Linked DNA regions of Mus musculus: regions 1, 2, 3, 4, 5 and 6 are each linked to region 7. A link is a contact called in public HiChIP or PLAC-seq, Micro-C and promoter capture Hi-C data. All regions are on one chromosome and are shown on one strand. Each heading gives the region's core, a stretch centred on a gene start, on an enhancer-like site or on the middle of the called end of the contact. The rest is flanking DNA. Distances are from core to core; before and after follow the strand shown. Region 1 holds the start of Vgf (VGF nerve growth factor inducible). Region 2 overlaps Col26a1 (collagen, type XXVI, alpha 1). Region 3 holds the start of Col26a1 (collagen, type XXVI, alpha 1). Region 4 holds the start of Plod3 (procollagen-lysine, 2-oxoglutarate 5-dioxygenase 3). Region 5 holds the start of Pom121 (nuclear pore membrane protein 121). Region 6 holds the start of 4933404O12Rik (RIKEN cDNA 4933404O12 gene). Region 7 holds the start of Sh2b2 (SH2B adaptor protein 2).

Evidence for each region. Promoter capture Hi-C pulls out the DNA fragments that hold promoters and counts their contacts. Hi-C and Micro-C count contacts between places; a contact is called where the count stands out from the background. HiChIP or PLAC-seq counts read pairs in DNA pulled down with a chosen protein or histone mark. Capture Hi-C pulls out chosen DNA fragments and counts their contacts.
Region 1: a contact with region 7 is called in a Micro-C map of embryonic stem cells, with 2.6 times the contacts expected there. The contact joins the promoter of Vgf here to the promoter of Sh2b2 in region 7. A contact is called at or near these places in 1 of 39 promoter capture datasets (pre-B cells), 1 of 484 Hi-C or Micro-C datasets (embryonic stem cells), 1 of 115 datasets of contacts at active chromatin or transcription factors (large pre-B cells) and 1 of 9 other capture datasets (embryonic stem cells).
Region 2: a contact with region 7 is called in an H3K27ac HiChIP or PLAC-seq map of large pre-B cells, with 4 times the contacts expected there. The contact joins the enhancer-like site here to the promoter of Sh2b2 in region 7. A contact is called at or near these places in 2 of 39 promoter capture datasets (the SN4741 cell line and embryonic stem cells), 1 of 15 datasets of contacts at CTCF or cohesin (the NIH/3T3 cell line), 11 of 115 datasets of contacts at active chromatin or transcription factors (the 230-238 cell line, bone marrow-derived macrophages, double positive thymocytes and 6 more) and 2 of 9 other capture datasets (embryonic stem cells and pancreatic islet).
Region 3: a promoter capture Hi-C map of embryonic stem cells shows a contact between it and region 7, with 3 times the contacts expected there. The contact joins the promoter of Col26a1 here to the promoter of Sh2b2 in region 7. A contact is called at or near these places in 7 of 39 promoter capture datasets (the C10 cell line, cranial neural crest, embryonic stem cells and 1 more), 1 of 15 datasets of contacts at CTCF or cohesin (large pre-B cells), 2 of 484 Hi-C or Micro-C datasets (embryonic stem cells and large pre-B cells), 9 of 115 datasets of contacts at active chromatin or transcription factors (bone marrow-derived macrophages, embryonic forebrain, embryonic midbrain and 3 more) and 2 of 9 other capture datasets (adipose tissue and embryonic stem cells).
Region 4: a contact with region 7 is called in an H3K4me3 HiChIP or PLAC-seq map of bone marrow-derived macrophages, with 4 times the contacts expected there. The contact joins the promoter of Plod3 here to the promoter of Sh2b2 in region 7. A contact is called at or near these places in 5 of 39 promoter capture datasets (the SN4741 cell line, cranial neural crest, hippocampal neurons and 2 more), 1 of 15 datasets of contacts at CTCF or cohesin (large pre-B cells), 6 of 115 datasets of contacts at active chromatin or transcription factors (the 230-238 cell line, bone marrow-derived macrophages, large pre-B cells and 3 more) and 1 of 9 other capture datasets (adipose tissue).
Region 5: a promoter capture Hi-C map of liver shows a contact between it and region 7, with 3 times the contacts expected there. The contact joins the promoter of Pom121 here to the promoter of Sh2b2 in region 7. A contact is called at or near these places in 2 of 39 promoter capture datasets (both in liver).
Region 6: a promoter capture Hi-C map of adipose tissue shows a contact between it and region 7, with 2.3 times the contacts expected there. The contact joins the promoter of 4933404O12Rik here to the promoter of Sh2b2 in region 7. A contact is called at or near these places in 5 of 39 promoter capture datasets (the C10 cell line, the HPC-7 cell line, embryonic stem cells and 2 more), 11 of 115 datasets of contacts at active chromatin or transcription factors (the NIH/3T3 cell line, T-cell acute lymphoblastic leukemia, bone marrow-derived macrophages and 6 more) and 1 of 9 other capture datasets (adipose tissue).

Annotation. Positions count from the first base shown.
Region 1 is chr5:137,028,356-137,031,673 of GRCm38.p6, reverse strand. It overlaps Vgf (VGF nerve growth factor inducible), which reads right to left and starts at 1,379. Exons shown (of 2, transcript NM_001039385.1): 1 at 1,213-1,379; 2 at 1-708. The coding sequence starts at 688.
Region 2 is chr5:136,862,231-136,865,463 of GRCm38.p6, reverse strand. The region is part of intron 1 of Col26a1 (collagen, type XXVI, alpha 1); the gene reads left to right. It overlaps Gm20485 (a long non-coding RNA gene), which reads left to right. Exons shown (of 2, transcript XR_868604.2): 2 at 1,518-1,829. Among named protein-coding and RNA genes, the nearest start is that of Gm20485, 6.5 kb to the left of the region's middle. RefSeq lists an enhancer at 529-3,233. Within about 2 kb of position 1,308, at least 142 of the 459 cell types and tissues checked have an H3K27ac peak or open chromatin away from gene starts, as enhancers often do. A contact at or near this core is called in the 230-238 cell line, double positive thymocytes, pancreatic islet and 1 more, where this site is marked.
Region 3 is chr5:136,881,425-136,884,673 of GRCm38.p6, reverse strand. It overlaps Col26a1 (collagen, type XXVI, alpha 1), which reads left to right and starts at 1,459. Exons shown (of 13, transcript NM_001346699.1): 1 at 1,459-1,824. The coding sequence starts at 1,667.
Region 4 is chr5:136,985,398-136,988,587 of GRCm38.p6, reverse strand. Plod3 (procollagen-lysine, 2-oxoglutarate 5-dioxygenase 3) reads right to left here and starts at 1,569. Exons shown (of 19, transcript NM_011962.3): 1 at 785-1,569; 2 at 380-471; 3 at 117-253; 4 at 1-16. The coding sequence starts at 902. Znhit1 (zinc finger, HIT domain containing 1) reads left to right here and starts at 1,684. Exons shown (of 5, transcript NM_001310747.1): 1 at 1,684-1,777. The coding sequence starts at 1,756.
Region 5 is chr5:135,392,538-135,396,114 of GRCm38.p6, reverse strand. Pom121 (nuclear pore membrane protein 121) reads left to right here and starts at 1,569. Exons shown (of 13, transcript NM_148932.2): 1 at 1,569-2,178. The coding sequence starts at 1,610.
Region 6 is chr5:136,917,640-136,921,032 of GRCm38.p6, reverse strand. It overlaps 4933404O12Rik (RIKEN cDNA 4933404O12 gene), which reads right to left and starts at 1,887. Exons shown (of 4, transcript NR_015555.1): 1 at 1,602-1,887.
Region 7 is chr5:136,243,635-136,247,325 of GRCm38.p6, reverse strand. Sh2b2 (SH2B adaptor protein 2) reads left to right here and starts at 2,386. Exons shown (of 9, transcript NM_018825.4): 1 at 2,386-2,697. It overlaps Gm30408 (a long non-coding RNA gene), which reads right to left and starts at 1,891. Exons shown (of 4, transcript XR_868600.2): 1 at 1,709-1,891.

The DNA.
Region 1 (3,318 bases), core at 130-2,629, 790 kb before region 7:
CCGGGGGCGGAAGAGGAGCGCGCTCCGGAACGCGCGCCTGGAACTCTCCCCAGGAAGCGCGCCACACGCGCTCTGGCCCGGGGCTCTCCAGATTGACTCGGGTCAGCGTGTGCGTGCGGGTTTCAGTCTCTGCTGCCGCCGTCTCTTGTTGGCGCTTAGCATTGCTCGGACTGAAATCTCGAAGTTCTTGGAGCAAGGATGCTAGCGCCTCCAGCTCTTCTGAGCGGTCGTCCTCCTCGGGATCGCGGTCCTGAGTCTGAGGGCGAGGGGGGGCCACAGCGGGCGCTTGGATTTCTGGTGCCGGGAGGCTATGGGTCTGACTGCGCACGGACTCGGTCAGCAGAGCTTCTGCTGCTTCTTCGGGTGTTCCCTGCTGGGAACCTCCCGGGACCGACGGGGGCGAGGCCGGACGGTCCAGTGCCTGCAACAGTACCGAGGCCAGCGCCCGGGGATCCACGCCCTGGAAGAGCTCTCCCTGGTCCTGAGGCTCGGGATTCCGAGCAGCTCGGACCTCTGGTACGCCGTCATCCTTTGGCCGGGACACTGCGTCCTCAGCTACCTGCCCATTATGCTCAGAGCTGAGGGGAGGAGGAAAAACATCGGGGCGCCCGGGGGGCGCTGCTCCCAACCCCTGGATCAGTAGAAGGAAGCAGAAGAGGACGGATGCCGGCAACGTGAAGGTTTTCATGACCAACGGGCTGCCAGAGACTGAAAAATAGAAGAAATCAAAGAAATAGAGGATTTCTATAAGAACTCCCCGCTTTCTATTTCTGCTTTCCCTCCCCCCACCTTTAAGCAGGAAATCCGGGGTTTCCCTCATTTCTCTAACCTTACCCGAAAAGAAACGTTTAGCAGAGAACAAGAAAGATGTGGCGATCTCTGGGGTCGTGCAAATGGGCAGAGAACGCCCGCAATCCTCCTTCTGGGTACCCAGTACCTCCTGTCGCCCCCTTCCCTAAGTCATCTCTCAGCCAGCGCCCGCGTACTAAGCAGCAATGATAAGCGGGAGGGGGGATCTGTTCCCTCCCCACAGGACTCCCCGGATGGTGCGTGGGTGACTTCATCAGCGACAAAAAAGCAGAGACTCCCCTTTTACCAAAGACCCTTCCCGGGGGCACACCGCTATGCTCTCAATACCCCATATGGAAAGAAAATCCTCCCTTCACGCCCACGAGTGAAGAGGGTTGGAGGGATGGACAGCGGAGTATTTACCAGCCGGTGTCACGACGGCGGGAGGTGGAGAGGAGGGTCGGGGCAGGGGGAAAGTCGGGACCGGTCCGCCTTGGCTCTGTTCCGTGGCTGGAGTATGAGCGATGGTCGAGGGCTGGCGTCCTAGAAGCTGGGCTCAGCTGGGTCAGCAACAGCGCTCTCGCTCCGGCTTCAGCACGCTGGACAGCGCCCGCGCCGCCTCTGCCTTATAAAGGGGAGCGCGCGGGGTCACGTGGGATAGCCCCGCCCCATTGACGTCAATGTTCATTCATGGGGAAGCGGGCGGGTGTCTGGTGGACGGTGAAAGTCCAATGATTGGAGGATAAGCGTCGCTCCCGGCCTGCACCTGCGCAGTAGGGCCCTCGGCTAGAGGGGCGTGCGCTAGCCGAGCTCCGGGAAATGAATGAATGAATGAATGAATGAAATGTCGAGGCGGGCGGGGCAGGGGGCTATGAATGAATGAAGGAGGGACGAGGAGAAAAGGATGAATGAATGAATGTAAAAATGAATGGAAGGGTGGGTACAGAGGAACCAGAAGGCGGGAGGGTGGGTTACAAAGCACTTGCGGCGCGGAGCCTGCGTTGCTGAGCAGAATAGGAAGAGGGCACCGCCAGCATCTAATTGGGCGCCAGTAAAAGATCAGTACTGGATGGGGGGACGGTAAGGGTTTGAAAGGGGAAGGGGCCTGGCTCCCTACTCCGCCACAGTATGGTCTATAGGGAGCACGCCCAAGGACAACTTGAACCTGAGAGGAGGGGGTGGATTTGCGGTGCGGGATGCCCGCCCAGGGTCAGCGCAGATGGGTGGATCTTGCGGTTTGGGTAATCACCTTGGAAAGGGTCCTAGTCGAGAGAGAAAAGGGAAAGATTGACGATGTGTGTGCCTTTGGGTCGTGTCTGTTCAAACCAGTTCGTGTCTGAAGGGGTTGGGGAAAAAAAGGTGTGTCTGTCCTTCTGGCCAGCGGGCTCTGCTGTGGCTGTTAGGGGGTTCCTGTTGTGCCCCCTTTTAATCCAACTCTCCCACACCCTTCAGCCTGTCTCCCTCTCCCCCACAGCCCCCACCCAAGGACATTTGGAGGGCGAGAGCAGACCAGGTGGGGAGGGGGTTGAGCAGGTGGAGAGGGTGACTCAACTCCATTTCTCTCTACCGCTTAAAGGGGAGGTCTGAACGCGACCGGGGGGGGGGGGTGAATTGCAACGTCAGAGATGGACCCTCTCAGCCATCAGACCCTTCGACCGTATCTCCTGCCCAGAGGGGTTGGGGCTGGGGGCTTGGACAGTTAGAGGTTCCGGGAGTGGGGGGCGATGACGCAGAGATTGCGCAGAAAATCTATCAGCCAGCCGGGTCCAGTGAAGGGAGACCAGACGTGGGCGGGGGTGGGATGGGAGGACGGAAATGGGGAGGGGGTAGAGGAGAGGGAAAGGTGGCCCCGGGAGCTGCTACTGCAGGAATGAAGGGGAGGGAGGAAGGCTGGAGGGGGCTGCGGTGCAGGCGGAGAGCAGTGCGGGGGCGTGGGCAGGGAAAGGGGGGGGACAATGACACACACCAGACACACAAGGACTGCGGACACAGGGGTGCTTATAGGCACACGCAAAGCCCCCCCGCACCCTGACACTTTGGAAACCAGAATGGGGAGGGCATCTGGAGGGTCTCAGAACCTCTTTCAGAGTCAGCCCCCTCATACCATCCTGTTACTGACCCTCATTTTAAGCCCCTAGCTCGTGCACGCGCGAGGGCGCGCGCGCGGGCACACACACACACACACACACACACACACACACACTCACGTGCTTTCTCTCTATAACCAGCAGTGGCTTCTCCCTTCCATCAGTGGCTTGACTTTCCCAGAAGAAACCCCATCAGCTCTGCAGAGAAAAGGTGGGGTGAGAGAGGAAAGAGAAGAGAGATGGGGACAGGGGGATGGAAGGAAAAGAACCTGAAGCAGGTTGAAGAAGCAGGCTAAAGGAGAGAGAAAGAAAAATAAATAAACAAACTTGAGAACCAAGGTGACAGTGGATATTCCAAAGAATGGAGGGAGGGGTGCCTAAAGACACACCAACAACAACAACAACAACAAAAACAACAGCACAGCAGCATCTGACACCCCTC
Region 2 (3,233 bases), core at 59-2,558, 620 kb before region 7:
TGTGTGTGTGTGTGTGTGTGTGTGTGTGCATATGTGTGTGTTTACCATGCATGCAAAGGTGCCCGGGCAGACCAGAGGGTGTAGGATCCACTAGAACTGGAATTGGTGGCTGCGAGCCACCTGATGTGGGTGCTGGGAACCAAACTTGGGTCTTCTATAAGAACATGAAGTGCTCTAACCACTGATCCACCCCTCCAGATTTGTACTTTTTAATTGCCACCATCCACTGTGTTGGATCAGGAGGGCTTTGTTAGCAAATGGAACAGAGAAGGACGGCAGTCTGGGAAAGATGTAGATTTGACTCTTTCTCCAGTAGTCCCAGGGTGGGAGAGCTTGACTCCCTATGGAGGGAAATTACACTCAGATACACTCTGCATTGTGTGTGTGCGCACGTGCCTGCCTACCTGCCTGTCTTCCTGCCTGTCTGTCTGTCTGTCTGTCTGTTGCCTGTCTGTCTGTCTGTGTCTTCTGAGTGCTGGGGATTATGAGGTGTCTGAGGCTATGCAGATCTAAGAACCAAACTGTGTAGGGATGCAAACCTCAGTCCAAGGGTGGGACGTGGGTAGTGGGTAGAGCATTTGCCTGGCATGTTTGAAGCCAAGCAGTGAAGCACTGAAGAAAACCGGGCATGGTGGCACACACCTGTAATTCCGGTACTTGGGAGATAGAGCCAGGAGGGTCAGTCGTTCAAGGCCATTTTCAGGACATAAAGTGTTCAAGGCCAGTGGGGGAGAAGTGAGACCCTGAGTCAAAAACCACAAAAGGAGACACTTCAGCTGGTGACTGGCAAGGACAAAAGGAAGTGCCACACACACACACACACACACACACACACACACACACACACACTCTACACACAACCTACTTCCAGCTCTCAGAACTGAGACCCTCGCTCCTTATCAGGGCTGGGTCTGTAATCTCAAGGGTCCTGTCTGCACTGTGCCCAACAGGACAACTTTCCAGCAGCAGTATTATTTTCAAGCATGTACTTGTGTGTTATACATGTGTGTGCACACATATGTATGTGGGTTCACAAGCACATGTGTGACCGTTCACGTGGAGGCCGGAAGTAGACTGTGAGCTGTCTTTCCCAGTCCCTCTCCACATTGTATTATTACTTTTGAGACAAGATCTCTCACTGACTCCAGCTCTCCGATTGGCTATGGCCATTGAGCTCCAGGGACTCGGCTCTCCAGCCTGACCTGCTAACCGAAGCCTTTTTCCTGAGGTCATTGCACAGCCTGGCTGTGGTAACAGGACCCTCGGAGGCTGGTGACAGAGCAGCAGGAAGGAAGGGGGGATGGGCCCCAGCTCTCTGAGAGCCAGAGCAGATGGTGAAGAAAAACAAGGGCTTGTTTGCCTCTCTGGGGCATCCGGTCCCAGCGCAAGGCTGGAGTATTTCTGGCTGTAGCGTTTACTCGCAGATGGGAGGGAGTGCGTGTAGAGAGTTGGTCACCTTCTCTTCTCTGGCCGTGCTCTGGAGCTTGATTGAGAGTCTTCTTGTTTATATTCTGCAGGACCTGGTTTTGTCTGGGCTGTCAGTTTTTCCAGGGCAGGGGCCATGACCCACCCTGAGGCCCGGAGGACCCTGTGCAGCATCAGCCAACGTCCTGTTGAGTGATGGCAGGGCCCAGGAAATTTCCAGAGCGAAGGGGAGCCACATCTTCTCCATCGGGTCCTTTCAGATCTTCCCTGAGACTTGGGAAAGGGGCAGTCTTTGCATCTGGACTCTATATTTACACGTTTTCGAGGCCTACGGAATTCTGCAGACTTAAGTTTGGAACACAAAAGCTCACTTCTGTAGTTTTAAGATTAAAAAGTAAAACCCATTCTTTTGTTTAGTGAGTGTGTATGTGTGTGGGCACTTGTGCCAGGACACACCTTTGGAGCACAGAGGACGACTTTCGGGACTCGGGTCTCTCCTTGCACCATATGAGTTCTAGGGTTGGATCTCGGGTTGTCAAGCTCGGCAGCAAGCATCTTTGTGCACTGGACCATTTGCAGACTACCACAGCCGCAGGCGTTTTGCTGCTGGTGTGTGCCGCTTGCTGTGCAAGTCAGGGCTCTTTGTCTCAAGAAAGGACTTAGCTAAAGTCTTACACCTAAAGCTACATTCTTGCGCCAGGCAGGGCTGGGACCTATGCTTTGATTTTGTTTGTTTGTTTGTTTGTTTGTTTTCTTCTTATTCTGAAATGTAGGTTCCAGGTCCTCCAGGCTGGCTAGGTAGTCAAGGATGACCTTGAACCTCTAAACCTCCTCCCTCTAGCTCTCAGGTGTGGGATACAGGCATGCCTGGTTTATGCGCTACTGGGAATCAAACCCAGGGCATCATGAATATGGAGCAAGCACTCTACCAACTGTGCTCCACGTCCAGCTCAGAGACTGGCTTTCTGGCTTCCTGTGCTGCACCCCCTGCCTCTTTGCATCTTAGAGCCTGCATGAAGACAGATAGAGTGGCAGCCTGTCCTCAGATACAGAGTATCCTCAGCTAGGGAGATGATGGGGGCGGGGCAAAGTGTTTAATGTGCAAGCACCAGGTCCTGAGTTTGGATTCCCAGCATCTGTGGTGCTGCATGGGTAGAGCCCCAGCGTTTGTGGGATGGGATGCAGAGACAGACACAACCCTGAATGTACTTGGCTGGTCAGTCTAGCCAAACTGAAGAGCTTCAGGTTTGGTGAGGGTTTAAAAATGTTTAAAAAGGTAGAGAGAGATTGAGGAAGATACTCCACATTGACCTCTGGACTCCCTGTGTATATGTACTCAAGAACACACACACACACACACACACACACACACACACACAACAGTAGAAAAGATGAGGTGTAGTAACATTTCCATATCCAGAGAAAAGGAACTTATTACTTACAGATCCCAAGAGGAAAGGGCGTGCGTGACACAGGGGACACAGAAGTAAGGCAGGAGGCCGGGAATGACAAGATGGCTCTGAGGGAAAAAGGCATTGGCTGACGGGCCTGATACCCGAGTTTAATACCTGCAACCCACATGGTAGGAGAGAAGAGACTCTTGCAGGGTTGTCTTCTGACCTCCACATGCACACCCATGCACATATGTGCATACGAAACACATAGAATGAAGTGAAAATGTAATAAAAGAAGTAACCATGCACACACATATTAGGGGGACAGCAGTGACCCTACTTTACTGATGTGAACCTCAGATGCTGTCAGGTGACCTTGTTCCAGGGGAGACTTGACACACTGGGGAGACTTGA
Region 3 (3,249 bases), core at 210-2,709, 640 kb before region 7:
CGCCCATCTGAGACTGGTTCTCACTATATGGTTTAGGCTGGATTCAAAGTCTTGTACCTATTGCTTGGGGCTGGAATTATAGTCTCCCACACCATCTGGCTTTAGGACTGTTGTTAGGAAAGAGTGAGCCACCCACTCTGTTGACTTGCTATCTGGTCTAATATAGTCCTATAGATACATAACTCACAGGTACCTTCTAGCATGGGTACCCCAATATATCACACTCAACTCTCTTTACCTTCTTCCCTAAATTGCCCATCCCTTCCCGAGAGTTCCTCCAATCCCAACTTAGTTCTTTTGTCTGTTACCAAGTCTTGTGATGTAGCCCAGGCTGACCAATACTCCTGCTTCCAACTTCCTAGAACTGGAATCGCAGATATGCACTGCCGTGCTCAGCCTGGCTCTGTTTTATTTTGTGGAATGTCCACCCTTCCCAAGTTCTCATGGGTCTCGGAGGCCGGGTTTACTCTTCACAGAGTAGATAGCCCCTTCATGGGATGCGCGTCTTAGACCTAGGACCTTTTTTCACACCCCCCATCCATGTCTCCCTCGGGCTCTGAAGGGTTTGGAGGACCCCCACTTTATGGGGAGGGGTGTTCAGCGCCTCCTCCCAAAGGAATCTGAAGTGTGCCTCATGGATACCGGCGACATTCAACAAATGGTTAGCTCACAGCCTCCTCTTCACCTGGATTTGAAAATACTCTTGTCTTCTAACCTTCCCTCCACACCGTGACTAACGAGAAAGACCAGAATATTCCACATTGCTGTCAACTGGCCTGTGCTGTGGGTGCTACTATCAGATGCAGAACCCCGTTTGTACTTTCTGGGTTACTGTTGTCACTATGAAGCTTAGGCTGGCCCCAAATTCACAATCAGCATGTGGAGCCTTGGGATTATAGGGGTCACTACCACACAAGCTAGGCTTAAGTGTGTGTGTGAGAGGGGGCTTATGCACACGCGTGTGCATGGGTAAATTGAGGCTAGAGAGTAACATAGGGTGTCCGGCTCTAGTCCTCTTGTTTTCTTACCTCCATTCAAGGTTTCCCTCACTGAACCTTGAGCCCGGTCAGAAGCCCCAGGGCTGGAGGCTCTAAGGATGGGGTTAAGTGTCATGGCAGGCTTTTTATATGGGTGTCAGGTTTCTGTAGCACACACTTTTACCACAGAACCTTGCTTAACTTTCCTTGAGTCCAAGATCTACCTCTGAAAAATGGAGATAGTGATATCTCACAGTGTCACGGTGTTTGATCAAAGACTGGGTACTGAGAGGGACCAAATCCTCCTCCACCTTGGTATGGAAAGTGCAAAATGTGTATAAGAGCCCACAATGTAAGATTTAGTGTTTGGAAACATGTGTGTCCCTGGGGGTACCCCCGGCTTGGTAGCCACCTCCTCAGTCCTGGACCGCTGAGGGTTAAAAAGAAAGACCCACGCCCCCTTCGACTGCGCAGAGCCCACCTCGCCGAATTTGAAAAGGCGGCCCTGGAGAGGCGTGGGCGCCCCCCCCCCCCAAGACGACTTCCACCTCCGACCCTGACTTCACGCCATCACCGGCTAGCTCCCTGCGCTCCAGCCTGGGGCAACAGGGTCAGTCCAGCGGTCTGGGGCACTCCTGATCGGCTCCCGGCTCCCGGGACCCTAGGTCCCCGCGGGAGAGCGGTGCAAAATGAAGCTGGTTTTGCTGTTACCATGGGCGTGCTGCTGCTTGTGCGGGTCGGCGCTGGCCACCGGCTTTCTCTACCCGTTCCCGGCAGCAGCCTTGCAGCAGCACGGCTACCCGGAGCAGGGCGCCGGCTCCCCCGGCAACGGCTACTCGAGTCGCCGGTGAGTAACGCCAGTGGCCGGGCCTGGGGGCACGATGGTTGGATCCCGGGACAGCGGGGGCTCGGAAGAGCCGTGACCGGGTACTAGTAACGCAGGACAGTGAGCCAGGGTCCCGGAGGGTTGGATCCAGCGACATCAGGGGCTGTGAAGAACATTGGCCCGGTGCTGGGGGACGCGGGATAGCGGACCAAGGACTGGACCACAGAAAAGGTGGTCGAATGTTAGGAAGCAGAGGCTCGACGGCGTGAGGGCCAGATCGTGGGACAACAGAGGATCCGAGGAGTTGAGGTCTGTTGGGTGTTGGGGTCGAAAGGCATCGAGTTTGAGGCGCCGCGGAGCTGGATCGTCGGGCAGTGGGGATTCTGAGGCGTAATGGCTAGGGGCTGGGGGCGCAGGAACTAGATCAAAGGACAGTGAGGACTCCGAGGAGTGGTGGCTGGATGTTGGGGTATTCAGGACACGGGGGCGTGAGAATTAGAGCCAGTGCGCGCTCCAAGGCGCAGTGACCCCCTGCTGAGTGCTCTGTGTTTGGGGACGCACCACAGAGACTAAGAGGCGAAGTGGTCCAGTGATTGGGAAGAAAGGACACGGGACTTGTACCACGAGGCCTGAGGGCACGGAGACCGAAAGCGAGATGGGGAACAGTGGGGTGGCCTCCGAGGCACAGTAGCCCAGTGCTAAGGACGCAGGCCTGGGGACTACGGACGCCTGGAACGCACGACCGTAGGAGCCTTGTGGTCGGGTGCAGGAGAGGGAATAGATATTGTGATCATTTGCTGGGACCCCGGGCCTAAAGAGTTCGGGGAGCCAACTTGTGTGAGAGGGGTTCTGGAAACCTGGGGCCTCAGACTTGGTGGTCTCCGGTCGCGCCCACCCGTCCTTTCCCTTTTTTTTTTTTTTTTGCCCTGTGCCCATCGGCCCTGGGCTTCGAATGGAGATGGCACCGACTTGCATCCGGGAGTCGTAGAGGGAGCTCCCGGGACTCACAAGACTCCGGGTTCAGTCCCCACGGAGTAGCCCGGCTCACCTGCGCGGCCTTGGCTTTGTGTTCTACAGTTCCCAGAGTTACCAGGCCATGAGTCCTTTCGGTCGCCTGGCGACACTGGAGAGCCCATTCCATTCGGCCTTTGGGGGTCGAGGCGGCCGAAGAAAGTTTGGCTGTCCAATTCACACTGGAACAGGGTACCCACCCCGATCCCACGGCTCCGCAGTGGGCTTGGTGGAGGCGCGGGGTCACTCAGCCCTCAGTGCCTGGACCTGTCCGTTGCTTCTCCATCTACCGCCAGGTGGCGCGCTATCCTCCTCCGATGGTTTAGCGCTGTCTCAATGGTTTTTGAATTCTCAAAGAAAAGGCAGCGCACCCAAATATATGTTACTGAGTTGTTTGCTAATCTTACCGAATTTAACTTTCCTATTTGACGACCT
Region 4 (3,190 bases), core at 320-2,819, 740 kb before region 7:
CAGAATCACGTCGTAGCTGGGCAAGAAAAGGGGAAGACGAGAGCCAGGAGGAACCTCAGTCTCTTTTTCTCTCTCCATAACCAGTTTCCCACTCTTTCCACCCCAGCCCTCCTTACCTGTCCACAAACATGATGATCATGTCTTTCTGATCTGCATATTTCTCCATTTCCTTCTTGAGCCACCTGACCTTCTGGCCTCCACCAACTGTTCGAGCCACATCACCCCCTCGCCACTCCTGTCCCAGGCCCAGGGTCTGCAGGAAAGATCCCACCCCCACGCAGCGGAAGAGGTTCAGCTGGCCAAGATGAGGAAACAGGACCAACCCCCACGACCCCTGCCCTCTCCCGCTGGAATTTCTCCCATGGGTCCCCCCACTCACCCGTACAGTGTAGTTAAAGAACTCCGCAGACTGCAGAAAACGCCGGTACCCCTCTGTCTCTGCCGTAGCCACAGTGATCACCAGCAATTTGTCTGTCATAGCCAGAGAACTGGCACTTAAGACACGGCTTAGTGTCCCACGTGTTTATCCCTCTGTATCACCCCCGACACACACACACACACACACACCTCCATATTACTTCACTAAAGTTCTTTCAGCACATTTGATCTCCAGAAGAGTCGGGTGAGAGTAACATACACGAATGGGGGCTGGGGTGTTCCTGTCTGTCTGGGGAGCCTGGAACCCCAAGTTCTGCATGAGAGGCTAATGCACTGGGAAGGCTGGACACTCCCTTCCAGGCTGGCGGACGTGTCGACCCTGCCCACTGGCCGCCCGGGTTCTCACCTGGGTTGACAGCATTGGCGCCCCGGGGTCGATCGGAGGCAGAAGTTACGGGGGGCAGCGGCGGCAGCAGCAGCAGGAGCAGGAGCAAAAGCCGGGGTTCCGGGCCTGCCGCAGCCATGGCTAGCAGCACGCTTAGGCTACACCCAGGCCCGCACCGGCGCTGAGCTGAGCGCCTGGATTCCGACGCCCCGGGAAGATTCTGGGAAAAGGGGAAACCGAGCCCGCTGAGAGGAGGAGCTGTGCTCGGGACTCCGCCCTGGAAAAAAGGCGTAACCCGAGGCCACCGAAAACCCGAGATGCAGACGGCGAGACAAGGCAAGGATTGTCCCGCGGGCGCGGGCTGGAGGGTGGGGAGGAGCCGAGGGTCCGGTCCTGGGCACTGCCTGACTCACACCGGAGCAACCGAATCCCCCCGGGAGGGGAAGTGACCTTTTGAGGAGGGTCCAGGCGACGCGGGGGCGGGTCTTGACCACAAGTCTGACCCGGAGGAACACAGGACAGCAAGGCCTGGGGTGGCGCGCGGCGGGGGCGACGGGCCCGGAGGGGCCGGGAAGCCGGAGGCGGGATCGCGCGGACATCCTCGTGGGTCTGGGTTCAACAAAGCCACCGAACCTGCCTATCCTGTCCCGCAGCGCGGGGACACGCACCGGGGATGCAAAGGGCACAGGGACAAGAGCGCTCCCCTAAAGACCACCCACGCCAGTTTTTAAAAAGTGACCATTTGCAGGCGGCTCTCAGATTTTTTTTTTTGGGTAACCACAATGCGACCGGAATTAGGTTTGCCCCTATCAAAGATGGCGGAAAGCGAAAGCTTGCTGATCTCCAAGGGAACATCACGTAATGACTTCAAGCGGGAGGGGAAAGACTGCGCACGCGTATGTGTGCACGCCACCGGAAGGGGTGTGCTCAGAGCAAGGGTCGGTGGTTAGTACGCGTGCGCAGTAGGCTCTTCTGTCAACTGTGTTGCGCCAATGGTGGAGAAGAAACCCGCCGGTATGTGAGCCTTGAGTGGTTCGCCCTTTTGTGCTTCCCAAGTTCAAATTCAGCCTAACATCTCCCCGCCTAGCTTTTCACGTCAATTACCTTCGCTCAGTGTTGGGGCAGTCTCGGAACCATTAATTCGTGTTTTGTGACTGCTTGCTTCAGCAGACGTTGGGGATGGAGAGGATGTGTTGTCTCTCCAAAGCCCGGGTGCTATGAGCAGTGGTACTCACCTCGGCTTCTGGATTGTTTTGCTTTTGTTTTTTTTTTGTTTTTTGTTTTTTTCTTCGAGACAGGGTGCGTACCCTTGGCTGTCCTGGAACTAGCTCTGTAGATTAGGCTGGCTTGGAACTCACAGAGATCTGCCTGCCTCTGCCTCTACACTGCTGGGATTAAAGGCGTGCGCCACCATCGCCCCACTTTCCTCCAGCTTCTGGATGTTGGATGGAGGGAACAGAGAAACTTAGGAAATCAAAGGGCTTGGCTTTGGGTACTACACAAACACGTGCACACACACACACGAACATACACACTTCATTCCTTCCTTTCTCTCTTTTTTTAATGTAGCCTAGGCTGCCTATGTAAATTAGGCTGGACCTCAGCCTCTTGGTGTCCTGTAGTCCTGAAGTCTGTGGTTTGGGGGAGTTCTGGTTTGAGACTGGCATGTTATGGGAAACCCAGCACCAGGAATGGGCAGGTGAGATGGTGCATGCAGTAGGTAAAGTTGCTTGCTGCCAAGCCTGACTACTTGAGTTCAGTCCCCAGGATCCACATGATAGGAGAAAAGGCTTCCATACAGTGTCCTCTGATCTCTGCACGTGTACTGCAACACCTACATGTGCACAGAAACACTCAGAATAAATGCACTTTTTGAAGAAAGATAGAAATACAAGAAAAAGAGGTCAGAGATGAGCCCCTGCTGATAGGGTGTTGTCCAGCATGCCCAAAACTCTTGCTCCATCCCCAGCATCACATAAGCCTGGTGTGGCTGTGCACAGGAGGTCATCCCAGGCCAGCCTGGGCTTCCTGAGATCCTATTGAAGGTTGTGGGGGTGAGAAAGGGACAGGCCAAAGAGCGCTATCAATTAAAGAAAAAGGACAGGCAGAAGCAGCCTCGAGAGCAAGAGAGGAGACAAAATGTCGGGATAGGAAATATATCCAACAAGATAGGGGGACATCTGGGAGCCACACTGGGGAGACTTTTAGTCCAAGGAAGGTAGTCGGTGCAGTCACAGGGCACAGGCATGCGTCTCAGGCTGAAGGAACATTCTAGAAATGTACACTGGATTTTGCCCTACTGAATCACAGGTCTTGAGAATATGGAGGCCAGAAGTCAATACTGTGTCAATTCTCAAAGGCGCTCTTTATTTTAATTTGTGTATGTGTGCTGCTCTGTGCAGGTGAGTGTAGGTATCCATGAAGGAC
Region 5 (3,577 bases), core at 320-2,819, 850 kb after region 7:
CATAAAGAACTGAATAAAACGGTTAAAGCATTAGGAAGGTTGAGAACCACTGCATAAAACCAAGGTGGACAGATAAGGCTGTGTGTGTTTGTGCTTTAATGGATAAGCCTGGGACTGCCCTCTAGTGGCCGATACACAACAAACCCCTACTGGATTACACCTCAGAAACTAAGAATGGCACTGAGCAGGACCACCCTGTTTCTTAACTATCACCAGTGCCCACTGTACTCACTGTCATTTACCAGTTCAGCTAGTTTTATTAACAATATGCATCGTCTCTAAACTCTAATCCCTGCCTCTCCCCGCTTCTCCCTCATCCATCTAGCCTTCCCTCCCCAAGTCTAGTCTTATCTTACTCTTGATTGTGGAGGAATAGCTCTCAGTCTATCATCCTCAAAAAAAGAAGAAACAAACAAAAGGAGGAACGGAGGGAAGGATGGAAAGGGGGGAAATATGGACTGGGAAGATGGTTCCATTGGTACAGGGCTTGCTGAGCAAGCTTGCTTGAGCACAGTAGGAGCCCCTGTAATCCCAAGCACTGAGGTAGGCACAAAAAGATTTTGGGTCTTTTTGGCCAGCCAGCCTAGCCAGGTTGGTGAGCTCTGGGTTTAGTGAGAGACCCTGTGTCAAAGAATAATGTGCAGTGTAATTGAGAAAGACTTGCTGGGCGGTGGTGGTGCACGCCTTTAATCCCAGCACTTGGGAGGCAGAGGCAGGTGGATTTCTGAGTTCCAGGCCAGCCTGGTCTACAGAGTGAGTTCCAGGACAGCCAGGTCTATACAGAGAAACCCTGTCTCGAGAAACAACAACAAAGAAAAGAAAAAAAGGAGATTGAAAGACACTTGCCGTTGACCCTCAACCTCCACGCAAGTGTAAGATGTGATGGTGTGAATGTAATCCCAGCATACATTCAAGCAAAACACACATTTTAAAAAATTATTTTGAGACAGGGTCTCACTGTGTTGCTCCAGCAGGCCTGGAACTGACCTCGCTGCGATAAACAGTGAGCCTCCACACAGGGCCTGATTGGCCTTTTCCAATACAGGGTCTGACTGATCGGGTTTTATTTTGTTTTAGACGGGGAGGGTCTCACTAAGTAGCCCAGGTTGACTTAGAACTCGGGATCCTCCTGCCTTCACCTCCCAAATGCCGGGATTACAGGCGCGTGCCACCCATCTCCGTTCTGTGCCTTGATTTCTAACATCACTCCTCTGCAGTCCAGGAGCGTCAGGGAAACCTCCAGCGTCAAAAACCGGGCTGTACTTTTCTTCTTTTCTTTCTTTCTTTTTTTTTTTTTTTAAGTTTTGCTGTTTTGAGACAGGCTTTATGTCTCCATGTCGCGCTGGAACTGTCTTTGTGAACCAGGCTGGACTCAAACTCACGGAACTCCTCTTGCCTCCGCCTCCCGCGTTCTGAGAGGCAAGGCGTGCACCGATCCGCCTACCTAAGCTGTAATTTTTCAAACTAGGGCTCTCGCGCCGTGCTCCGCACGCGGCGGCGGTTTCCCCTTTCCACCCGGCGCGCCGCGTCGACGACAGTGACGTCGGCGGCGGCGCGCGGCGCGGTGTACCCTGGGATATTTAAGTCCGCTCCGCGGCGCGGAGCCGCGATGTCTCCGGCGGCTGCGGCGGCTGACGGAGGCGAGCGGCGGCGGCCCCCGTTGGGCGGACGGGAAGGCCGGAGCCGGGCCCGCGGCTACGGAGGACCGGCGGGTGCTGCGGCCCTCGGCCTAGCGCTGCTCGGCCTCGCGCTCTACCTGGTGCCCGCGGCGGCCGCGCTGGCCTGGCTGGCCGTGGGGGCGAGCGCGGCCTGGTGGGGCCTGAGCCGAGAACCCCGCGGCCCGAGGGCCCTGTCGTCCTTCGTGCGCGACGCGCGCCGTCACCCGCGGCCAGCTCTCACCGCTTCACCGCCTCCGGCCAAGTCACCAGTCAACGGTAGCCTCTGCGAACCCCGCAGCCCGCTGGGAGGCCCCGACCCGGCTGAGCTCTTACTCATGGGCAGCTACCTGGGCAAGCCCGGCCCGCCCGAGCCTGCCCTCCGGCAGGACCCAAGGGAGAGGCCGGGGCGCCGCCCACCCGCACGCTCCCCGCCTCCGGCCTCGGCGGTCCAGCGAGTCCACCACGTCTACCCCGCGCTCCCCACCCCGCTTTTGCGACCCTCCCGGAGGCCGCCCCACCGGTAAGCCCCGGCGATCTTCCCAGGGTGGGGTCTCTGCGGCCGCGGATTTGACGTAGGGCTCAACCTGTAAATCGGATTTAACTCACCTCCCCTTTTTCTTTTCTTTGCCTTTTCCCTTTCTTTTTATCTCTACGCCCTTCCCTCCCTTTTCCCATTACTCTCTTTTCTCTTTATTTTTTTTCTTTTTCTTTTTTTTTTTTTTTAAGAGAGGGTATTTGATGGCATAGGCTGTCTAATCTCAACCCCGTTCTTTGGCTGAGCCTGTCCTTGAACTCATCCTCCTGCCTCGTCTTCTGAGCGAGTTCACTGATAGGATTACAGGTTTGCACCAGGTTGTATGCTGTGCTGGGATAGAACCCACAGCTTCAGTCATAGCAGGCAAGCTTGCCCTCTACCTATTCCCCAGCCTTTGGGTTTTTGTTCCCCCCCCCCCCCCCCCCGGAGACAGGATCTCATGTATCTGAGCTGTCCCTTGAACTCATGAGGGTGACTTTGGATTGCTGACCCTCCTGCCTTCACCTACTAAATGCTGGGATTACCGGTGTGCTCCACTACACTCAACCCGGATTCTGGATAAAAGCATTTTTTTCTTTTTAAATTGCATATTCACAGGGAGATGAGAGGATAGCTTGCTGGAGTCCTTTTTCTCTTTCCACGTGAATTTGAGGTTGATCTTGGGTCTCCAGCTTGGCAGCAAGCTCCTTCACAAGACGTTTCACTGGCCTTGATAAGTCTGCTTAGTTGAGGTGGTGAATACCTGTTAATGTTTGGTTTTTGCTGTGTATTGGTGGTTAGTTGGGGGAAAGGAAAAAAAAAAAAACTATTCCTACACATCCCAACTGCATGTGCTTTTCTTCTGAAGTACCCATGTGGGCAAGGTTTCCAGTTTCCCTCTTAATTTGATGAAGTCTGTGGTAGAGACAGCCATTAAGCAACTGATATTTTCTGCCTTTGGATGAAATGGGAGAAATGTGCCAAAAAATGCTACGTTCTCTGCTGCTTAGAGAAATTTAAAGTCTGAGCTGTTAGTGTCATAGAGTGCTTTGTCCAGCATGCACACACCCCTAGTTTCTGCTACCAGCACTGTCTAACAGAAAAATAAGAGGTTGAAAGAAGTGTTAATGCCTCTTGTTTCTGCAGTCAGTTGAATTTGGTGTTCTTTTAAGACTGTGGTTCCAGACTGGAGAGATGACACAGTGGTTACTAGCACTGGCTGCTTGCTCTTCCAGAGGTCCTGAGTTCAATTCCCAGCAACCACTTGGTGGCTCATAACCATCTGTAATGGGATCCGATGCCCTCTTCTGGTGTGTCTGAAGACAGCTACAGTGTACTCATATAAATAAAATAAATTAAAAAAAAACAAAAACAAAAACTGTGGTTCCATCAAGTGTCTGTCTCC
Region 6 (3,393 bases), core at 638-3,137, 670 kb before region 7:
GAAGCGCATTTGGTTTGGGTGTGGGCTGAGTTGGGAGACTCAGGACCCATGTACAAACGAAGGCTGGTGTTTATATTTGCGCAGGTGCATGTGGTGGCCAGAGGTCAACCAACCTTAGGTGACCTTCCAAAGTCACTGTCCACTTTGTTTTGTGAGACCTGGTCTCTTGATATCCTAATTCATGATCCCTCATTTGACTGGGGCGGTTGGCCAGCCAACTTCCCCAGCAGGACGTGGGGGTGACAAGTGTGGCCCACTGTACCTTGCTTTGTTCCGTGTGTGGGTGCTGGGGATTGACTCTGACGTCAGGCTGTCCGGCTCGGTGGTAAGCACCTTTACATGGCTGGTCCTTTCACTCTCCCACTCTTCTTTTTTTTTTTAGTGATGGAAGGGGACAAGGTTTCACTATGTAGCCCTGCCTGGTCTGCATCTTGTTATGTAGATCAGGCTAGCCTCAAATTAGTCTTGACTTCCCCGTCTCTACCTTGTGAGCACTGGAATCGCACGCATGTGCAACCAGCCTGGCTATTTATTTATTTTTAATCATGATTTCCCTAAAGTCTGTAATCCCAGGACTGGGGGAAGCTGAGGCAGGAGGATGACTATAAGTTCCAAGCCAGCCTAGGGTTACATATACAGACCTTATTTCAAACAAAACCAAGATAGGTGGTGAGATAGCTCAGCAGGTAAATGTGATCACTCACTGCATCACATGAGTGCAATCCCCCAGACCCACGTGGCAAAAGGAAAGGATCAATTTCTGAACCCAGAAAGTTTTCTGACCACTACATGCCCTCCCCCTAAATACATACGGCAACAACCAAAACAAACATCAGACTAAAAACAAACAAAACAGAAAACAACAAAATCCCCCCAAAACAAAACAAAAACCAACCAATCAAACAAAAGCACCCGCCAGCCTTGTCATTTACTGGAGTATCAACGCGTTTGCTCTTAGGAAGCAGTGAAGCTTCCGAGGGCAAACACTGCTAGGTACTGCAGATCTGTGTCTGTCGGCCCCAGCTAGACCATGGATGAGGGGTACCTTATCGACTCTAACCCCAGCTCCCTCTTCTTTAATAGTGGAGGGCTGTGGCTGTGGCAGCACCCATCACTACTTATTGTGTGTGGTGTATGCATGCTGACATATGCTTGAGAGCTCGTGTGCAACTGCAGGGGCCACAGGAAGTTATTACTCCCAGCTTCATTCCCCAGAGCCAGGGTCCGTCTCTGAACTTGAAGGTAGACTAGGCTGGCGGCTAGGGTCTCTGATCCCACATGTTGGTTGTGTCCCTGTCTCCCTGCTGGGGATTCGAGCGGTTTCTCAAGGTTGCAAAAGCTCTCTTACCCCTGTGTCATCTCCCCAGCCCATGGACAGCACCTAATTGCTCCGATCACCAGGATCCATTCTGCTATTCCGGACAACGTGAAGGAACTAGACGGTTAACCCAGAGTCACATCACCGGGGGGGGGGGGGGGGGGGTTTCAGGACTGGAGAGGTGGCCTGCGCCCCCACCCACCCCCACCCCCCGGCTCAGGGCTGGGCTTCCCGCGCATCCAGTCCCAGGTCTTGTCCTGATTTCCCGGCTGAAAATCCTCACCGTGGAAGGCTGAACCGAGCCGCGAACACATGAGGAGCCCCGGTTCCCGCCTCAGACCTGCAACTAACGACAGCTTGCTCGCGCCTAACTACATTTCCCAGAGTTTTCAGCGGCAAGCCGTTAGCGGGGCTCGCGACAGAAAATTCATTGGCGCCGAGGTGGTGGTGGCCGGTGACCAGCAAGGTGAATACGCAGATCTGTCGCTAACCCTCACACCTTTCACCCTGTCTACGCGCTCGCCACCACCTGATGCTCACTTCTGGTGTGGGAGGAGGCAGAGCAAGACAAGCCGTTGCCTGGAAAGGAACCAGAACTACAACTCCCAGAATGCTTCGGCATGGACAGCCTCCTGCTTCTCCGAGTAGCCCTAGAAACCGTTGTAGTTGCCACAGAGACTATTCTCAGATTATTTGGGCTCTGCAAGCCAGCGAGCGAAGGAGCAGAAGCCAGATTAGGGGAACGATAAAGGACAAAAGACGATATTTGACTTAAACAATGCTGACGAATACATTGCCATTTTTTCTTCCCACGGATGATCAGGGCCAGAGCAAAGGGCGAACAGCCTTCTAGGAAATGCAGAGAAGCTGCCACAGGAGCTATGGGAAACGTAGTCCATTGATTACTAGCCACGCCTTTAAGGAGAATTCAAACACAGTATTTGCCTTATAAGTACTTAAATAGTATTTAGAAAGTCCCTTTTTTATATTTACCCTCGGAGCCGTTTCAGACACTGCATATCCTAAGTGGAGCTTGTACCTGGCTAGCCTGTCTTCAGCCATCTTCCTTTAAGGTTTGTTGTACACAAAAGTAGACCAAAGGAACCTGTGGCTATTACGATTAATACATACTTCATAAATGTGATGGTTTGTATATTCTTGGGCCAGGGAGTGGCACCATTTGGAGGTGTGACCTGGTTGGAGTAGGTGTGCCTCTGTGGGTGTGAGTTTAAGATTCTCACCCTAGTTGCCTAGGAGTCAGTCTTCCACTAGCCGCCTTTGGATGAAGACATAGAACTCTCAGCTCCTCCTGCACCATGCCTGCCTGGATACTGCCATGCTCCCACCTTGATAATGGACTGAACCTCTGAACCTGTAAGCCAGCCCCAATTAAATGTTTTTATAAGACTTGCCTTGGTCATGGTGTCTGTTCACAGCAGTAAAACCATAACTAAGACAATAACCTATACGGTAGGAAGAAATCTTGAAAACTACTAACGGCTTGTTCTGAGTTAACCTTCAAACTAAATGTTCACTCCAGGACACAATAGGAATGAAAGGCCTGGGTATGAATCTTTCTCTTGCTACACACTGAGAGACGGTAACTAAGGAGACTGGGATCCCAAGAGACAGTGCCAACCACCTGACCAGAGGGTTTGGATAACGATGGCCTTTGTTCTATAATCTGACCAAAACTCTGATAAGACTATAGATGTAGAAGACGGAGCTCATTTTGATTTTCACAGGCTGAGTATCTGGAATCCTGAAGTGGACCTGGGCCACACTGAGGCTTTGGAAACAAGAGGCATGCTTTCAAAGGCTGTATAAAGAGCAACAGAGAGGCCTGCAGCTCTGTGGGTAGACACCTGGCTAACAGGAAGCCCATCTGGCTCCCATCTGTAGCATCACATAAACTGGGCATGGGTAATGGCGGCCTGTGAGAGTGAAGGCAGAAGGATCAGGGATTCAAGGTTATTGTGGGAAGCCACATGTGCCGTTGCAGGGTGGCGCTGGCTTCCGCTGGCCACCATGCATACATAGGCAGTAAAGTTCTTTTGCCAAGATGAGGTTTTGAG
Region 7 (3,691 bases), core at 1,137-3,636:
AGCGTGCATCTTTTTTTTTCTTGGGTCCCTGCTTGCCAAATGTACCAAAGCCATCACACTCCAGCAATCTGAGAACCAACTTTCCCCAGTCTGTCCCACTCACAAAGCAAGACTTACTGGGAGCTGGGCAATGGTGATGCACGCTTCTGATCCCAACACTCAGGGACCAGGAGCAGGTGGCTCTCTGTGAGTTCAAGACCAGCCTAGTTCTACTGAGTGAGTTCCAGGACAGCCAGGGCTACCCAAAAAAAAAAAAAAAAAAAAAAAAAAAATCCTGTCTTTGAAAAAGAAAGGCCGGGAGGGGAGTTCTGGAGAGATGGCTCAGTGGTTAAGAGCACTCACTGCTCTTCTGAAGGTCCTGAGTTCAATTCCCAGCACCCACACAGTAGTTGACACCTGTCTGATTCCATCTTGTGTGCAAGGTACTAATATACATAAAATATATTTTTTTAAAAAAAGACTCACTGGGCTATGTCCATGTCAGGTTTAATTCCAAGCTTTCTCTGATCTCTGCATCCAGGGAGGCCCCTCCTTCAGAGCCCACCATAAAAGCACCCCTTATCATCTGTCCTAGCTGATTTTCCTCCAAGGCCCCAAAGTCTTCTATCCTCAGGGAGCCCGGATGCACCTGTCACCCTTAAACCTCATTCCAATCTCCATGACAGCTGCTCTCAGCCAATCACTGCCACCCTCCTTCTATGTGTCCTGTCAGTTCCTCATGTGGGTTAGACTCACTCCTCACTTCCTCCTCTGAGAGATCAGAACCATTGTCTTATTCTGGGTTTCCCATCCCAGAATCCTCGCCAGTCACTGACAGCTCACCATTGAATTTAAGCCACAACTTAGATCCAGGTAAGTCCTCTTTCATGTCCCCAGCATCCCATCTCCCTAAGCAGTGGGGACAGTGGGTTCTATAGCCAGACCACCCAGGGGTTCAGTTTCTCTCTCACCCCTATACTACCCTTCCTGACTGGGAACCTCCTGGTTCACAGCCACATGAGTTCAATCAATGGCTGGATTCCAGCCTAAACTTTCATTAAGTGTTTGCTGGCCAGGTCTAGAGACAGGGCAGCTGCTGGTCCCTGTGTGGCTGAGAAGAAACAGGTACCCAGGCAGGCCTCAACAGAGGTCTGGCTGGTTTCGGTGGCCCCCAGCAAGTTCCCATGTGCTCAGCACACCCCATCTCTCCAATGTCAGCCCAGTTCCCCCAGCCCCATGCCACCCCTGCTGCTTCCTGGAAAATAATCAGTGAATCTGATTTCCTGTGAGTGAAAGGACTTTACAAAGGTCAGAGGCCACCCCGTGTGGGAGGAGGGCAGCAGATGGAGGCACTCCAGGCAGATCACAGCCTGAGGTCAACACAGACAGAAGTCTCCCTGAAATGGGGAGCAAGGAGGAGAGGAGAGCAGGCCCAAGGGACCATATCCACTGCAGAAGCCACAGGCCTCACCTCTGAGCATCCCCTCACACACCTGTGGGGTTTTGTCGTTTTTTTCGTTTTTTGGCTTTTTGAGACAGTATGTACCCTAGGCTGGTCTCAAACTATTGCTTCCCTCCTCCGTCCGAAGCGCGTTGGGATTATGGGCATGTGTCAACCCCATCTGACTCCTCCCCGCGCCTCTAGTCACCAGGTTATTCCATCTCCTCTGGTCTCTTTACCCCTCGGGATGCCCTAGAGCGCCACCAGAGAAGTCAGGCCAGGCAATACCTAGTTCTGGTTCTGTCGCCAACCCAGAGTGAGGACTTCGCAGAATCCTGGACGACCTCAGACACCTCTCCTGGTGGGACCAGAGTAAAGCTGAGTGGGGAGGACCTGTGTGTAGGAGCTCTTCCCCAGATCCGAAATCCTGGGCGGTTTCCCGCACCCCGAGGGCAGGAGGAAGACAGGGGGCGTGGCTCTGGGCTCCTGGATGTTGAGAACCAGACAGACATTTCCTTGGTTGCGACATCTGGACCTCCTCGAGGCTTCCATTGTCCTCTGGCGGAGGGTCGGCCTACAGCGCCCGCCCCTGTCTGACTCTCAGTAACCCAGAGACATTTATAGGGTGTCCACGCCCGGGGTGACCCATCACGTAGAACATCCTCCAATCCTGCCCTTGGGGGCCACCACCCTGGGCTTCGGGAGACGCTCCCACACGAGAGGGATTCCTTCGACTGGCAACGAGACCTGGGCACCCGGGTCTTTCTGCTCAGCCACTGTCCGGAGGAAGACAGAGCGGTTAGCCGGCGCCACTGGGGCTCCGGAGAGAGAGCCGGGGTTGGGGGTTGGGGAAGGACTTGGGAGCGTGGCTAGTGGCTCGCGCCGCGTGGGCGGGGGGTGCGGCAAAGGAGGGGCCTGAAGCGGGGGGGCGTGTTGGGGCGGGGCTAGTGGTGGGGCGGGGCCCAGAGGCGCGCGCTGCTCAGGCAAGGAGGAGGGCCAGGGGCGCGCGGCGCGCGAGTCTGGGATCGGAGCGCGCGGAGCTCGGGAGCCTGAAGAGGGAGAGAACCTCAAGGGGGCCGCACCAGGACCGCCAAGACCGCCTCGCAAGCTGCAGGCCAGGGAAGCGGGAGCCACCCCCGCTGCCGCCGCCACCGGCCACCAAGGGCGGAGCTACGGCCCGGAGGGCCATGCGCCACCGGGTCCGGGGATCCCAGCCGCGGTCCGGGCAGCGCTCCTCCGGCGCCCCAGCCCGCGCGGCCGAAGCTGCGCGCCTGTAGGTACGGCCTGCTTGTTCTCAGCTCCCTGTCCCCACGGTCCTTTACTCTACCCGGTGCCCAGCTGTCCCCGAGGGTGTGTGTGTGTGTGTGTGTGTGTGTGTGTGTGTGTGTGTGTGTGATGAGGTGTGTGGTGTGTGCTCACCGCCTCCCCGGGAAGCGCGGTCGCACGCGCCCGGGTCCGAGCGTGTCTTTGTGTGCACCGGTGGGAGGGAGGAGGACGCGCGACAGAGGGGGATGAACCCCTCTGGGATCGGATCCTAGACCCACTGCCCAGGAGAAGTGGAGAGTAACGGGAAGCTGAGGTGGGAGAAAGAAGCCACCTCTGGAGCAGCTGAGCCCCTTTCCCCTCATCAGACCCTGGCTGGTTGGAGGGGCGAGCGCAGCTGGTCCTCTACAGGAAGGGATCCGATGCTGGGGGGAGGGGACGTTCAGGTCTCTTCCAGGGTCTGGGAGGAGGTGGGTCAACACAGCATGAGGGTGATGGCTACACGCTGGGGTCTCGCTGGGCCACAGTGACCCCGTGGGGACACTCTCTTTCCGGCCCAGGCCCTCTTTCCCACGGCCACTATTCGTGACCCGCCCACTCTGGAGCTCCGGAGCAGCCCCGGGTTTGAGAGGAGGATCGCCGAGGGTGACAGGCCGGCGCCTTTAAGAAGGGGCGGGTTAGTGCCCTCCATTCAGCCCCTTCGGCCTAGGCCATTGATGAACCTGTGAGCTGCGCGTGTAGGAAACGCGCCAGGGCTGCGGGCCGGAGCCAGGCAGAGGCTGGGACGCGCCAGGGCTTTCCTACCCTTCCACCCTCGCATAGAGTCCCTCAGTGGAGTCTTTGAGGTCAGAAGTCTGCAGTGATCGGACAGTCGCAGGGTATCCCCCAAAGAGGCTGTGAACGTGGGTAAACCAGAGTCTAGTTCACCAGAGGTGATGTAGGGGGTGGGGCTGTCAGACCAGTGTTGAGCTTCATCTCTGCCCCTTTGTGGAATTTTTAAAAATTTTT